Regions from separate parts of the Mus musculus genome. Here all the other regions are linked to region 2. Evidence: chromatin contacts called from public HiChIP or PLAC-seq data. All regions are on one chromosome and are shown on one strand. Each heading gives the region's core, a stretch centred on a gene start, on an enhancer-like site or on the middle of the called end of the contact. The rest is flanking DNA. Distances are from core to core; before and after follow the strand shown.

Region 1 (4,171 bases), core at 1,461-3,960, 240 kb after region 2:
AACCCCTCAAAACTGTATACAAATGAGATGCATTTAATGAACAACCCTTTCTTCACCAATAAGTTCTTCAAAGGAACCAAAGAAGTCTCCTTGTTAAGACAAACTATATATAGACATCAAGACAATTATATAATGCATGCAACCACATATATATAATTATCCTAGTTTTTACATTCCCATTATCTTTATAAATACAGGATAAAAATCAGTCTAAACAATTTTCTGAGACCTCTTCAAGGATTACAGCAAGCCTTTAAAAATGTGGTGTGGGGTGTATATGTGTGTGTATAGTGTTTGTGTGTGTGTGTGTGTGTGTGTGTGTGTGTGTGTGTATAGTAAAGATCAAAAGCAAATGTTCTGGACAGTTCTTTTCTACTCAAGGGTTTTACCAAAAATGTGTGCAGGGTTTTTTTTTTTTTGGGGGGGGGGGTGACACCACAAATGACAGCTGTTCAAAAGCATGGAAATTAATTGGCAGCAAGAATTTCCTTGACTAATAGGGAAAAACTCAAAGCCACATGTCTGATGAGCTTGCTTTCCCACCCTAGTCAAGCACAGCCCTGTTAGTGATTAGGAGTTGCAAACAGAAGCATAGTCAAGGTTCATGCGCCATCTTTTCTCTGTGGGACAGAGCTGTTCTCCCATCACTGTGTGAATAGACAGTGGGACTGTAATTAACAGAGCAAAGGGTCAACTAGCAAGTTTCTACTTTTTGTCAGAATCAGATGGAGGCACAGTAAAAATAATTCATTTACTGTATTAAAGACAGGAACAAGTCGTTATATCCTTCCCCCACAGTAAACCATCTGCTTTTAGCTGTTTTTCCAGCACTGTGGATAGATTCATGCTCTGACATGGGGCTCTCAAGTTGTAGCCTTGTGACCAATGGTGAGAATGGATGAGGCAGCTGGTCAGGATTAGGTGAACAGCTGTGGCCCTGGGACCAGGTTTTGTTACTGTGCTTAGAGTCTGACGTATGACCTTGGACTCATTAGCAGTAAGTTCTCATCACCCAAGCTAACAACAACTGAGCAATCATGAAAACTATCCCCTGAAGCTAGCAGTAAGATATCCAGGAGGGAACAATGAACCCCTTCTACCCAAAGCAAACGAAACTCCTGACAGAGTTTGAGAAAAATATTCCTCTATTAGTTCCTAGACATTTTAAGCATGTTCCACATGCCATGATGAGCAGCATACCTGGCCATTCCCAGACTTGGAAAGTTGGTGGGGACAATGAGTATGTCCAGCCGGGAGAAAGGGTGTGTTCCCAGGACAGAGTGTGCAGCTGAGAGGCAAGAAGGGATCAGCCACAGCAGGGCCTCTTGGCAGGCACCCTCAAGGCACACTGGGGCAAACACTCGATAAGGAATGATGTCCTGGGAGGCAGCGGACGCACTCTGGAACCTGCAAGGGTATTCCATATGATTGCAGGTGTTATCATACCTGGACAACACAAAAGAAGACAGTGGTTCAAACAGGTTTATTAGAAAAGGCGGTTCAGTGGGGCTGGAGATATGGCTCAGTGGGTAAGAGCACTGACTGCTCTTCCAAAGGTCCTGAGTTCAAATCCCAGCAACCACATGGTGGCTCATAACCATCCATAATGAGATCTGATGCCCTCTTCTGGTGTGTCTGAAGACAGCTACAGTGTACTTACATATAATAAATAAGTAAATCTTTAAAAAAAAAAGATAGAAAAGGCAGTTTAAGTATTGGCTTGTTTGCTTTTGGGCAGCAGTGAAAATTATAGGTCAAATATTTATTGAGGTGCCTGAAGTGACTGAGTGATTTCAATCTAAGCTAATGAAAGCAACGATCTTATAGATCTTAGAATTATGGGGGTCATGGGTGGATAAGATTTGAAACAATAAAGCAACCTTCCACCCAAATTAAAGTAAATTCTACCTTCAGTAATGTGATCTCAAATATCATCATAGAGAAACTGTTGAAGTTACTGACAGTTCTTAGAGAGGGAGAGATGCAATAGCCGTTTTATTTATTGACTTTTCATTGAGAACTCATGGAGCCCAGGTAGCTCTGAACTCAGGATATAGCTGAGGCTACCCTTCAACTTCTGATTCTTCTGAATCTATCTCTCAAGTACTGGGATTACAGCTATGAGCCGCTATGTACCTGTCTATAGGCAAATTAAAGATTCCATTCTGGAAAATCCTAGAATAAGTGACCTGGGGTGAGGTAGGACAATGAACCAATGACAGTTATAGGTATAGTGTTCAAAAAAAAAAAAAAATCACAGCTTATCAAAAAGTAATCTAGGCATTCTTCACACTACTTGCCAGAGGCTGGCACTTCTGAAAAGAGCACTCTTTTCAATATCCTTTTGGGCTTTGGAGACAGGGTCATGCATCCCAGGCTGGCCTTAAACTCACCATGTAGATGAGAATGGCCTTGAACTCCTGATCATCTTGTCTCTACCTCCTGTGTGCTGGGATTACTGGCATATGCCTGGTTTACATAGTGCTGGGAATTGAACCTAGGGCTTCCTGCATGTTAGGTAAGTACTCTACCAACTGAGCTATGTCTCTGGTCCCTTTCTAATGCACTTTCAGTATAAATGTAATGAAATCAACCTTCGAGTGAAACAGAGCAGAACCCAGCTAGCCCCATTGTCATGTTACTCCCAGAAAGGCAAAGGAGGAATTGAAAGAAAATTCCTAGGGTCTGACTCACAGGCCTCAAGAGAACTTATATAGCTAAAGAAACCAACATCAAAGAGAATTCTATTTTTTCATCTGTTAACATGCCCTCTATTCAGACACAATGGAAAAACCCTGTAACCTTAAATTGCAGATTATAATTCTAGCTGTGGGTGCTACTGTGATTCACCAGACACTGAAGAATCTCTAAGTGCTTACCTGCCTCAATTTGGGCAGGTTGTAACAATAATTCTTCTTGAGGTTTATGAAGTATCTTCCAGACACCCAAGGCCTGTGATCAGGAGATCCACACAGCTATGTAAACAAGCCTCACCTTCCACCATAATGCTTCAAGAATTACCAGCCCCAGTGAGGCCTGGTTATGGTTGGGGGGGGGGGGTGGGTAAAAAAATGGAGACCCATAAAACTGCCAGGATAAAGTGACTGCAAGAATAGAGTTACTAAGACTGGACTCAAGCCAAAGTCCTGGACTCATAACATCACCTTATGAGAAAGAAATCAAAAGTGTCTGCTTGTAAACATTCAACTAAAAAGGCTACAACACCCACCTAAAGACGAGGAGCCAAGATGGCCAACTACTGAGCCTCTATGGGGTTTTTAAAAATGTATTTACACAGAAAAACAATGTACTATGGTAATTTAAGCTCACATACTCTCTACTGAAAAGTTTTTACAAGCTGCAGTTGACCATGTGTCCATGGCATATGCCCATACACCTGTAACCCCAGCATTTGAAAGGTACAGACAGAAGAATCAGGAGTTCAAGGTAAGTTTGGGCTCCATGAGACCATGCCTCAAAACTCCCACCCAAAGGCTTTTAGAAGCCAAGTGTGACAACAGCATGGACCAGTATGCCTAGAACTCCAGCACTTGGGAGGCTGAGGCAAGAGTACTGAGGATATGACACCAGCCTGGACTATGTATGTTCTGGGCCAGCTTGCGCTACAAGTCACAACCTTGTCTTAAAAACCTAAAAAAAAGAGGGGGCCTTCAAAGCATGAACCGAAAGCTCGAACTCTCTGGATGCAGCTAGGGAATAAGCTTAAGATCTAAACATCACGATGCCTCAGTGCAGGGAGGCATGCTATCTCGAAACTGCTTTTTCCCACGGAGGGAGACTATCTCTTACACCTAAGAAAACTAGAGGTTAGGGAACAGAGTGAAGGCGGCAATGGTACATCAAACAAGCCTGTTTGTTCAAGGGAAAAGATGAATCATTTTCTTTCCAGGCCTATATGAACACTCACCAAACTAATGAGGATGATTACTGTTAGATGCATAACTTAATCCCATTTTCCATAAAACTTAGGACTTAAAAGCAATCATGCTATGGGCAAGTTACGTCACTGAGGCTCTTGATAGTGAAAGAACTGTATGAGGGATGCCACTTGTGAGGTCTTATGTAAAGACCAATACACCTTGGCTTCAGTGGCTGTGCTGTGACCAGTGTGGTGACCAGCTGTGACCAAGGTGAGGACTTCAGTATTTGG
Region 2 (4,045 bases), core at 883-3,382:
TGCAATTTTTTACCATTAAACCATTATTGCACTTTATAACTCAACATAAACCTCACAGCTATCTCCATTCTTCATAGGCCACAGAGCCTCCAGCACCTTCAACACTGCAGTGTGAAGGTGAGGAGTGAGGTAAGGCTGTGTTAGGCTCAGGCGGCTCGGCTCCCCGCAGCTTTTCAAGCCTCAAGTTCCACCTGGTTTAGAAGGCCACACTTCTCCTATAGGTTAATCCATCGGACAGTGGGCAGCAAGGGAGGACCTGCTGGAGTAGACAAGAACTTCCTAGAACTTGGGACTCTTGAGTGCTACAGCTGGGTACCAGGCTCTAAAGGTGTGTGTGTGTGTGTGTAAGAAATTATAGGCAAAATGACAAAGGTGGCTTAAGAAATGAGAAGCCGCAGGGCACACACCTACTCTGTATCCAGACATTCTGTATCCAGACATAGCCACAATAAGCTATGTAGCCAGGACAGAACACAGTCTGGTGGATCGCTTTCCTGGAATGCCATGGAATGGACAGCCGGTTAGGGCCTGCCCCGTCCATGTTCCTGGTCCACCCTGCCAGTGCCTAGGTAAGGTCATTATACAGACAAGAGACAGTGGTGGACCCAGGACAGATGGGAGAGGTCCCATACTCATTCCTGTTCTGTCCTCGGGGACTCATAAGCCAGCCCAAGCCTGTTTCACTGAATTGGCCAGATTTGATTTTACAAGCCAGCTGAAGAGAAAGGGCATTGTATCTCCAACCCAAGCTTGCACACACGTCCTGTCATGCCAGGTTTCTGGGGCCATCGCCAGCTGCTGAGGCCACATTCTGGTGACTGTACCTCTTGTTTCCTATGCTTCTCCGAGAACACGGACATGGACACTCCCAGCGGGATCAACCACCAAGGCAGGGCTTCTTTCTGGCCAGTCTTCCCACTGGGGCTACACATGCCAACACCAAGAGCCGGTCTCCTCAGCAGCCCACCCCATCCTGGGAAACTTCCTCCGCTTGCCCCAGTCTCCTCCCTGTCTCACACTGTCTGGTCATTGGTCTGAAGAGAACTGCCTTATTGGTTCATCAATCTCTCCGACAGCATCAATGGGTGGGAAGGGGGCCATAAAACCGTCCCCTGAATAGCCGGATGGCTGCTCCTCCCTCCCACCTCGTAAACCCCACAGACCAGCCAAGGGGCCCCCGAATTCACTGTGGCTAGGGTGAGTTCACCCCCCTCACTGAGACTACTCCCTGAAACCTTTCTTGGGAGGTCCAGGCACTCCCCACCCACGCCAGCCCTGGGAGTCTCAGAGATGTGATGAGGCTAGGCCACTCCCTAGGGAGAGAGTGTTCCAAGGGGCTGAATAACCACTGAGCTTTTGGAAACAATGTTAAGCCGCAGCAAGGTGTCTACATACTGTGGGAATGGGTATGGCAGCCCAGCCACTCAGGGAGCAGGCCAGCTAAGGCCACAGGCCCAGCACCCAGGACTACTTGGCAGGTGTAGCTGGGGCGGGGTGTTCTCCTTTCCCTTACCAGGCCAGTGCTGTTCCTGTACTGGCTGGCTCCGTCTCTGTATAAGCCTGGTGGGGACCAGCAGGACTGAAGCAAGCAGCTCTGCATGTGAACCCTTCAGATCCCATCCTCTAAGTACTGCTTTCTGTTGCTTCCTGGGCCATAGCTGCTTTGGAGAGTTGGGGCAAAGGTGATGCTGTGGATAACAGAGATCCCTGTGTGTGTGGCATCCCCTGCTAGCTGGCCGCTCACTGGGCTTGTGTAGCCATGTCCTGCTAAGCCACGGTCAGGAGAAAAACCTGGTAGGAACTTGGCACTGGCCTGGAGTGGACCCTGAAAAACCCTCTGCGTTTGGTAAGGACTGCTTACTTTGGGATATCTGCCATTTCTGGTTTCTACCCTGGGGACATTCTATGACATTTCTGCTCACCACAAGCAAGAATACCTTGCTATAGTATCAATTATTTCATTCTTTTGATGTGAAATTCGTTTGAATAAATAAATACATAAATGCTTTAAAATCCTCCAGTACTATTGGAATAGCTGAGTCAGAGCGCCCAGAGTCCTTTCTGGGACTTTCTCAACCCCACCCTTCCCTTCTTCCTGCCTGGGTCCAGCCAGAATTCCCAGTACCTCTCCCTTGGCTTCTGTCCAAAGGCTCACAAACAAGGTGGTGAGCTCCCAGCCAGCCAACCTCTGCCCCTTCCTGGGGTTCAACTCTCTTCTACAAATCCGAGTGTGGATGGCTCCCTTCCTAGGCCAGGTTCAGGATCTATGTAGAGGGACAAAACAGTGGGTTCAGGATCTATGCAGAAGGATAGCCCACAGTGGGGGCACTGATGTTTCCTCCTGTGCAGGGAACCATGGCCCAGGGGTCAACATCAGATGATCTAGATGCACCCCCTTCCTGTAGCCCTGGCCTCACTCCGGTTGAGGCCTGCTCTAATCCTTGTCGGAAGCATCCCAGATAACACGGAGGGGTGTGTCTCCTCTGGAGAAGAGATGGAGTAACTCTAGGCTGTCTTGGTTGGAAGGAGGCCATTTCTGGTGGGATCAGTGAGAACAGGCTGGCCCAGCCCTGGCCTGTTGTTCTCAAGTGATGGACATCTGCTTAGCAATGACGATGACAGTATTCAGTGGCAGGGTTAAGAGGCTGGTGTTTCTGCTATCCCACTCACCTCTTGGCAGTTATCTCACACGGATCCTCCTGTCCCGGCCCCTCTACCTACTGGAGGCATGGGCCTGGTGGTAGAGCACTTTGCTCCCATTGGGTTTCTCTCACCCTTCAGCTTCCTCCAGGAATGAAGTGAGGCTAGAAAACGGCATGGAAATAGTGCTGGCAACAAGTGTGCCTGACCACCAAGGACAGTCTCAGTCTCTCCAGGGACAGAGGAGCAGACTCAGGTTCAGGCTTCCAGGCTTTCAACACAGGCTCAGTCTCACATCTGAGTGGTGGGAGGGAGAGTTCCTTAGAGGGGTTCCAAGCCCCTGCCTAAGGCTTGGACACCAAAGCTCTGAAGACCAAGCACTACAGAGTGGTCTACAGCAAACACTGACCCAGGGATCCAGCTTCTTGCTCTGCCCACTTGTGGTTTGGAGCAGGAGCCTGGGTGATGATCCACATCCTTCCTCCGCCAACAGTTCACTCATCACCTGAACCATATGCTATAGAGCAAACTCCTCCCTGGGTGAGACAGCTCAGAGGAGGAGGTCAAGCCTCCCTAGACATCCATTCTTCCGCCCTCAGACCCTGCTTCGCATCCTATTTGACAAGTTAACGTTTGCAATGTTCTGTGTCCTGTGAAGTCAGGTGGCTCACGGAAGAATGGAGACTGCACTTTCTTGACTCCAGAGGTCTCAGCCAGATGAGGGAAGCCTGCTTCCACAGCCTCATGGGCCTCTGGTGCAGCTATGGGTGGCAGGAGCTGCTGCCTAACTTGTTGGGGTGGGGGACTAGAGGAGAGGGGAGGATAGGCTTGCTCTGCACCCAGCCAGAGGTGGCAAAGGACAGCTCTACCACAGATCCTTCACCAAAGCTGTGAAATGGGCATCTGGTTCCAGTGAGATCTCCACTTACCTGAAACCCATTGGCAAGAACCCAAGCCAGACACAGCCAGGCACAGGGCTCAGTGACCCATGGGGACAAGGGACTTGATCCCTGAACAAAACCCACCTTAGGCGACAGCTTTGTTTTGCTTTAGTGGTTCCTAAGAACAAAGAACAAAACCAGACTAAACCAGTGCTTGGCTGCTCTCTCCAGTTCAGAGGAGGTATGGGCCACTGAGGTTCTCAGAGGGGCCTTACAGGGTGTGTGGTTCTTAGTCCACCTCTAAGCAAGGCCAGAGTGCTTCTGAGAGCAGGAAGGCATAGACTCAGCCATTTATTTCAAGTCTTCACAGAAATCAGGGTAACATTAAGTAGAATTAACACACTTTGATACTTGTACCATTGTGGTATACAAAGCAGATAACCATTTGCAAGTCCCCTGCAACCATCCAAATGCAGTCACTGCTACAGCCCAGGCTCTGAAAACCAATGGTTCTGTGCGGACGC
Region 3 (4,334 bases), core at 114-2,613, 220 kb after region 2:
AATATTGGCAAAACTTCAAGATCTTTATTTTGGAAAAGTAAATTGAGAAAATCCAGGGCACAGAATACTGCACAGCTAAAGAAAAGGTGCGGAGAAACTCAAAGGTTCCATAACAGAAGGAAACCCAGGACACAGCCCCAAGTACCAAGAGCACAGAGAAAGCTGGGTGTGGTGCATCTTGCTTTTCAAAAAGGAGGGCTGATAATCCTTATAGTTGGCTTACATCTGTATGAACAAACAAAAGACTCATAGAAACGCCTGAGGAGTGGGAGGAATGGAGCAGAAGGGAATGGAGGTGAGAAAACAGGAATGCAGAATAGATTGCACTGAAGTGATTCGCTAACCACAGTCTTTAAGGCTGACCCTTCTGAAAAACTAAGCTTCATTTTGCAAAATTATCTTGATACACTCCCACATAGTCTGAAGGACATGCCAGGCAAAAACTCCATAGACAACACTGCACATCCTTATGAATGAGGTGGTTATCAAGACAGGCTGGAAAGGGCAAACATTCAAAGGAAGGGCTATGTGCAAGAGTGACCCCAACACCCAGAACAGATGTGTCTAGACCCTCTCATTCTGAGCCTTTCACGTTGTAATCAGCAGAGTCAGAACATAAGTTTATTCAAGAACAGTGGTTCTCAACCTGTGGTTTTCGACACATTTGAGGGCCAAATGACCGTTTTACAGGGGTCACATATCAGATATCCTGTATATCAGATATTCACATTATGATTCATAATAGTAGCAAGATTCCAGTTATGAAGTAGCAACAAAAAATAACTTTATAGTTGGGGAGGAAGTCACCACAACCTGAGGAACTTTATTAAAGGGTCACACCATTAGGAAGGTTGAGAACATCTGGTGGGAGAAACAGAACCTCTCTTTCTCTCTCTGTGTGTGTATGTGTCTGTCTGTCTGCCAATTGAGTTCAAAATCCTGCAATGAGAGGGTCCACACTTTTATTATCCATTACTAGATATGGAGAAGGAACTATGACTATGCATTTTGACATGAGCAGCAGCAAGGTCTGGCAGTCTGTTCTGCTGCTTTGCCTCTTCTGGGGAATGACAAGGCAACATGTACAAACACCTCCATTTCAAGCTACAAGCATAGACAGAGGCCCTAGCAGATGGCATGGGCTGTGCTAAGCACACCCGATGAACAGGAAAGTTCTTTAGGGATCATTTGAGGAATCTGGATTCAGTGACTCTTTGCAGCAAGTCTTTTGTGTTGTCCCTGCACTAACTCATCACAATTATTTCTATTTGTTCCCAAAAGCTATTATTTCAGAACACTGTTGACATTCTGGGTTGGGAGGAACCACAGGGCTGGTGATTCACCCTAATAAGCCACAAATCTTATAGTATTTAACAAACGAAACTATCAAATGTCTCTATGCTTACTGGAGCAGAGAGCTGAATTCTCTGAGAGCCTGTTCCGGAATATTTGTGATCTTACGTGTTTCCCTACAGCGGTGTAGAGAGCGAAGGGCTGGGCAGCAGCTCATAGATGACAGGCAAAGTTAAGAGCTGGTCTGGCCCTGGTCTGAGTCCAGAGTGGGCTCTTCCCATCAAGTCAGAAGGCATCCCTCTGTGTACAGGGTAGATAGTGTGCTTGGCTACCTGGGCCTTTGCATTGCTGATTTCATCTGCAAGTGGCCTACAGGTCTACCCCCCCTTAGCTCAAATAACCAACTCATCAGTAGGATCCCCCTGTCCTGCACTTAAGAGACCATGTGTTACGCTTATTCTCCTCACCCTAACTTCCTAGAAGGAGCAAGTATGGCTGCCAGAACAAGGGAGACTCCAGTTTCAGAGTGCCAAAGTCCAGACAGATACAACAGCCATCTCCCCAGACCTCGAAGAACAGGTCAGAGCAAGTCCTGAAAGGTCTCCCCAGATGATCACTTAGGTGTCCACCTCTAGGGGATTGCCTTCCCACCTAGTGCTACCAGAACAGACACAAGGTTCAAAGTGTTTAGGTCCTAAAGAAATAGAAGCAGTCATTAATAGTCTCCCAACCAAAAAAAGCCCAGGACCAGATGGGTTCAGTGCACAGTTCTATCAGACCTTCAAAGAAGACCTAATTCCAACTCTCCTCAAACTATTCCACAAAATAGAAACAGAAGGTACTCTACCCAATTCATTCTATGAAGCCACAATTACTCTGATACCTAAACCACACAAAGATTCAAGGAAGAAAGAGAACTTCAGACTAATTTCCCTTATGAATATTGATGCAAAAATACTCAATAAAATCCTCACAAACCGAATCCAAGAACACATCAAAACGATCTTCCATCATGATCAAGTAGGCTTCATCCCAGGGATGCAGGGATGGTTTAATATACGGAAATCTATGAACATAATCCACTGTATAAACAAACTCAAAGACAAAAATCACATGATCATCTCGTTCGATGCTGGGAAAGCATTTGACAAAATCCAACACCCCTTCATGATAAAAGTCATGGAAAGCTCAGGAATTCAAGGCCCATACCTAAACATAATAAAAGCAATCTACAGCAAACCAGTAGCCAACATCAAACTAAATGGAGAGGAACTGGAAGCAATCCCACTAAAATCAGGGACTAGAGAAAGCTGCCCACTTTCTCCCTACCTATTCAATATAGTACTTGAAGTCCTAGCTAGAGCAATTCGATAATAAAAGGAGATCAAGTGGATACAAATTGGAAAGGAAGAAGTCAAAATATCACTGTTTGCAGATGATATGATAGTATATATAAGTGACCCTAAAAATTTCACCAGAGAACTCCTAAACCTGATAAACAGCTTCAGTGAGGTAGCTGGATATAAAATTAACTCAAACAAATCAGTGGCCTTTCTCTACAGAAAGGATAAACAGGCTGAGAAAGAAATTAGGGAGACAACACCCTTCACAATAGTCACAAATAATATAAAATACCTTGGTGTGACCCTAACTAAGGAAGTGAAAGATCTGTATGATAAGAACTTCAAGTCTCTGAAGAAAGAAATTGAAGAAGATCTCAGAAAATGGAAAGATCTTCCGTGCTCATGGATTGGCAGGATTAATATAGTCAAACTGGCTATCCTGCCGAAAGCAATCTACAGATGCAATCCCCATCAAAATTCCAACTCAATTCTTCACTGACTTAGAAAGGGCAATTTGCAAATTAATCTGGAGATATGGATTAGTGGTTAAGAGCACTGATTGCTCTTCTTAAGGTCCTGAGTTCAAATCCTAGCAACCACATGGAAAATAAAACAAGCTAAAGAAGGGAAAAGTGGTCAATCAACCTCATATTACCAGGTGGTGGTGGCACACACCTTTAATCCCAGCACTTGGGAGGCAGGTGGATTTCTGAGTTCGAGGTCAGCCTGGTCTACAAAGTACGTTCCAGGACAGCCAGGGCTATACTGAGAAACCCTGTCTCGAAAAACAAACAGACAAACAAACAAACAAACAAATAACAAACAAACAAACAAAAACAACAACAAAAAATTCATCTGGAATAACAAAAGTCCTAGGATAGCAAAAACTCTTCTCAACAATAAAAAACCTCTGGTGGAATCACCATGCCTGACCTCAAGCTGTACTACAGAGCAACTGTGATAACAGGTAGATCAATTGAATAGAATTGAAGAACCAGAAATGAACCCACACACCTATGGTCACTTGATCTTTGACAAGGGAGCTAAAAACCATCCAGTGGAAAAAAGACAGCATTTTCAACAAATGGTGCCGGCACAACTGGCAGCTATCATGTAGATGAATGAGAATTGATCCATTCTTATCTCCTTGTACAAAGCTCAAGTCTAAGTGGATCAAAGAACTCCACATAAAACCAGAGACAATGAAATTTATAGAGGAGAAAGTAGGGAAAAGCCTCGAAGATATGGGAACAGGGGAAAAAATTCCTAAACAGAACAGAAATGGCTTGTGCTGTAAGATCAAGAATCAACAAATGGGACCTCATAAACTTTCAAAGCTTCTGCAAGGCAAAAGACATCTTCAATAAGACAAAAAGGCCACCAACAGATTGGGAAAGAATTTTTACCCATCCTAAATCTGATAGGAGACTAATATCCAATATATACAAAGAGCTCAAGAAGCTGGACTCCAGAAATTCAAATAACCCTATTTAAAAAATGGGGCTCAGAGCTAAACAAAGAATTCTCACCTGAGGAATACTGAATGGCTGAGAAGCACCTGAAAAAAATGTTCAGCATCCTTAATCATCAGGGAAATGCAAATCAAAACAACCCTGAGATTCCATCTCATACCAGTCAGAATGGGTAAGATCAAAAACTCAGGTGACAGCAGATGCTGGCGAGGATGTGGAAAAAGAG

The links. HiChIP or PLAC-seq counts read pairs in DNA pulled down with a chosen protein or histone mark.
Region 1: a contact with region 2 is called in a FOXA1 HiChIP or PLAC-seq map of pancreatic cancer cells. The contact joins two enhancer-like sites. A contact is called at or near these places in 10 of 39 promoter capture datasets (the C10 cell line, the HPC-7 cell line, cranial neural crest and 7 more), 1 of 484 Hi-C or Micro-C datasets (bone marrow-derived macrophages), 6 of 115 datasets of contacts at active chromatin or transcription factors (embryonic stem cells, epiblast stem cells, large pre-B cells and 1 more) and 4 of 9 other capture datasets (adipose tissue, embryonic stem cells, liver and 1 more).
Region 3: a contact with region 2 is called in a FOXA1 HiChIP or PLAC-seq map of pancreatic cancer cells. The contact joins two enhancer-like sites. A contact is called at or near these places in 9 of 39 promoter capture datasets (the C10 cell line, the HPC-7 cell line, cranial neural crest and 6 more), 2 of 484 Hi-C or Micro-C datasets (liver and uterus), 7 of 115 datasets of contacts at active chromatin or transcription factors (embryonic stem cells, heart atrium, large pre-B cells and 1 more) and 3 of 9 other capture datasets (adipose tissue, embryonic stem cells and liver).

Annotation. Positions count from the first base shown.
Region 1 is chr13:63,065,315-63,069,485 of GRCm38.p6, reverse strand. Aopep (aminopeptidase O) reads right to left here. Exons shown (of 16, transcript NM_001289926.1): 5 at 1,201-1,446. Among named protein-coding and RNA genes, the nearest start is that of Gm46422, 27 kb to the left of the region's middle. Within about 2 kb of position 2,710, at least 40 of the 459 cell types and tissues checked have an H3K27ac peak or open chromatin away from gene starts, as enhancers often do. A contact at or near this core is called in pancreatic cancer cells, where this site is marked.
Region 2 is chr13:63,302,673-63,306,717 of GRCm38.p6, reverse strand. Aopep (aminopeptidase O) reads right to left here. Exons shown (of 16, transcript NM_001289926.1): 16 at 3,841-4,045. It also overlaps a transcript of Fancc not described here. Among named protein-coding and RNA genes, the nearest start is that of Mir3074-1, 3.4 kb to the right of the region's middle. Within about 2 kb of position 2,132, at least 82 of the 459 cell types and tissues checked have an H3K27ac peak or open chromatin away from gene starts, as enhancers often do. A contact at or near this core is called in pancreatic cancer cells and uterus, where this site is marked.
Region 3 is chr13:63,085,285-63,089,618 of GRCm38.p6, reverse strand. The region is part of intron 5 of Aopep (aminopeptidase O); the gene reads right to left. It overlaps Gm46422 (a long non-coding RNA gene), which reads left to right. Exons shown (of 3, transcript XR_001780981.2): 3 at 1-1,824. Among named protein-coding and RNA genes, the nearest start is that of Gm46422, 7.3 kb to the left of the region's middle. Within about 2 kb of position 1,363, at least 51 of the 459 cell types and tissues checked have an H3K27ac peak or open chromatin away from gene starts, as enhancers often do. A contact at or near this core is called in pancreatic cancer cells and uterus, where this site is marked.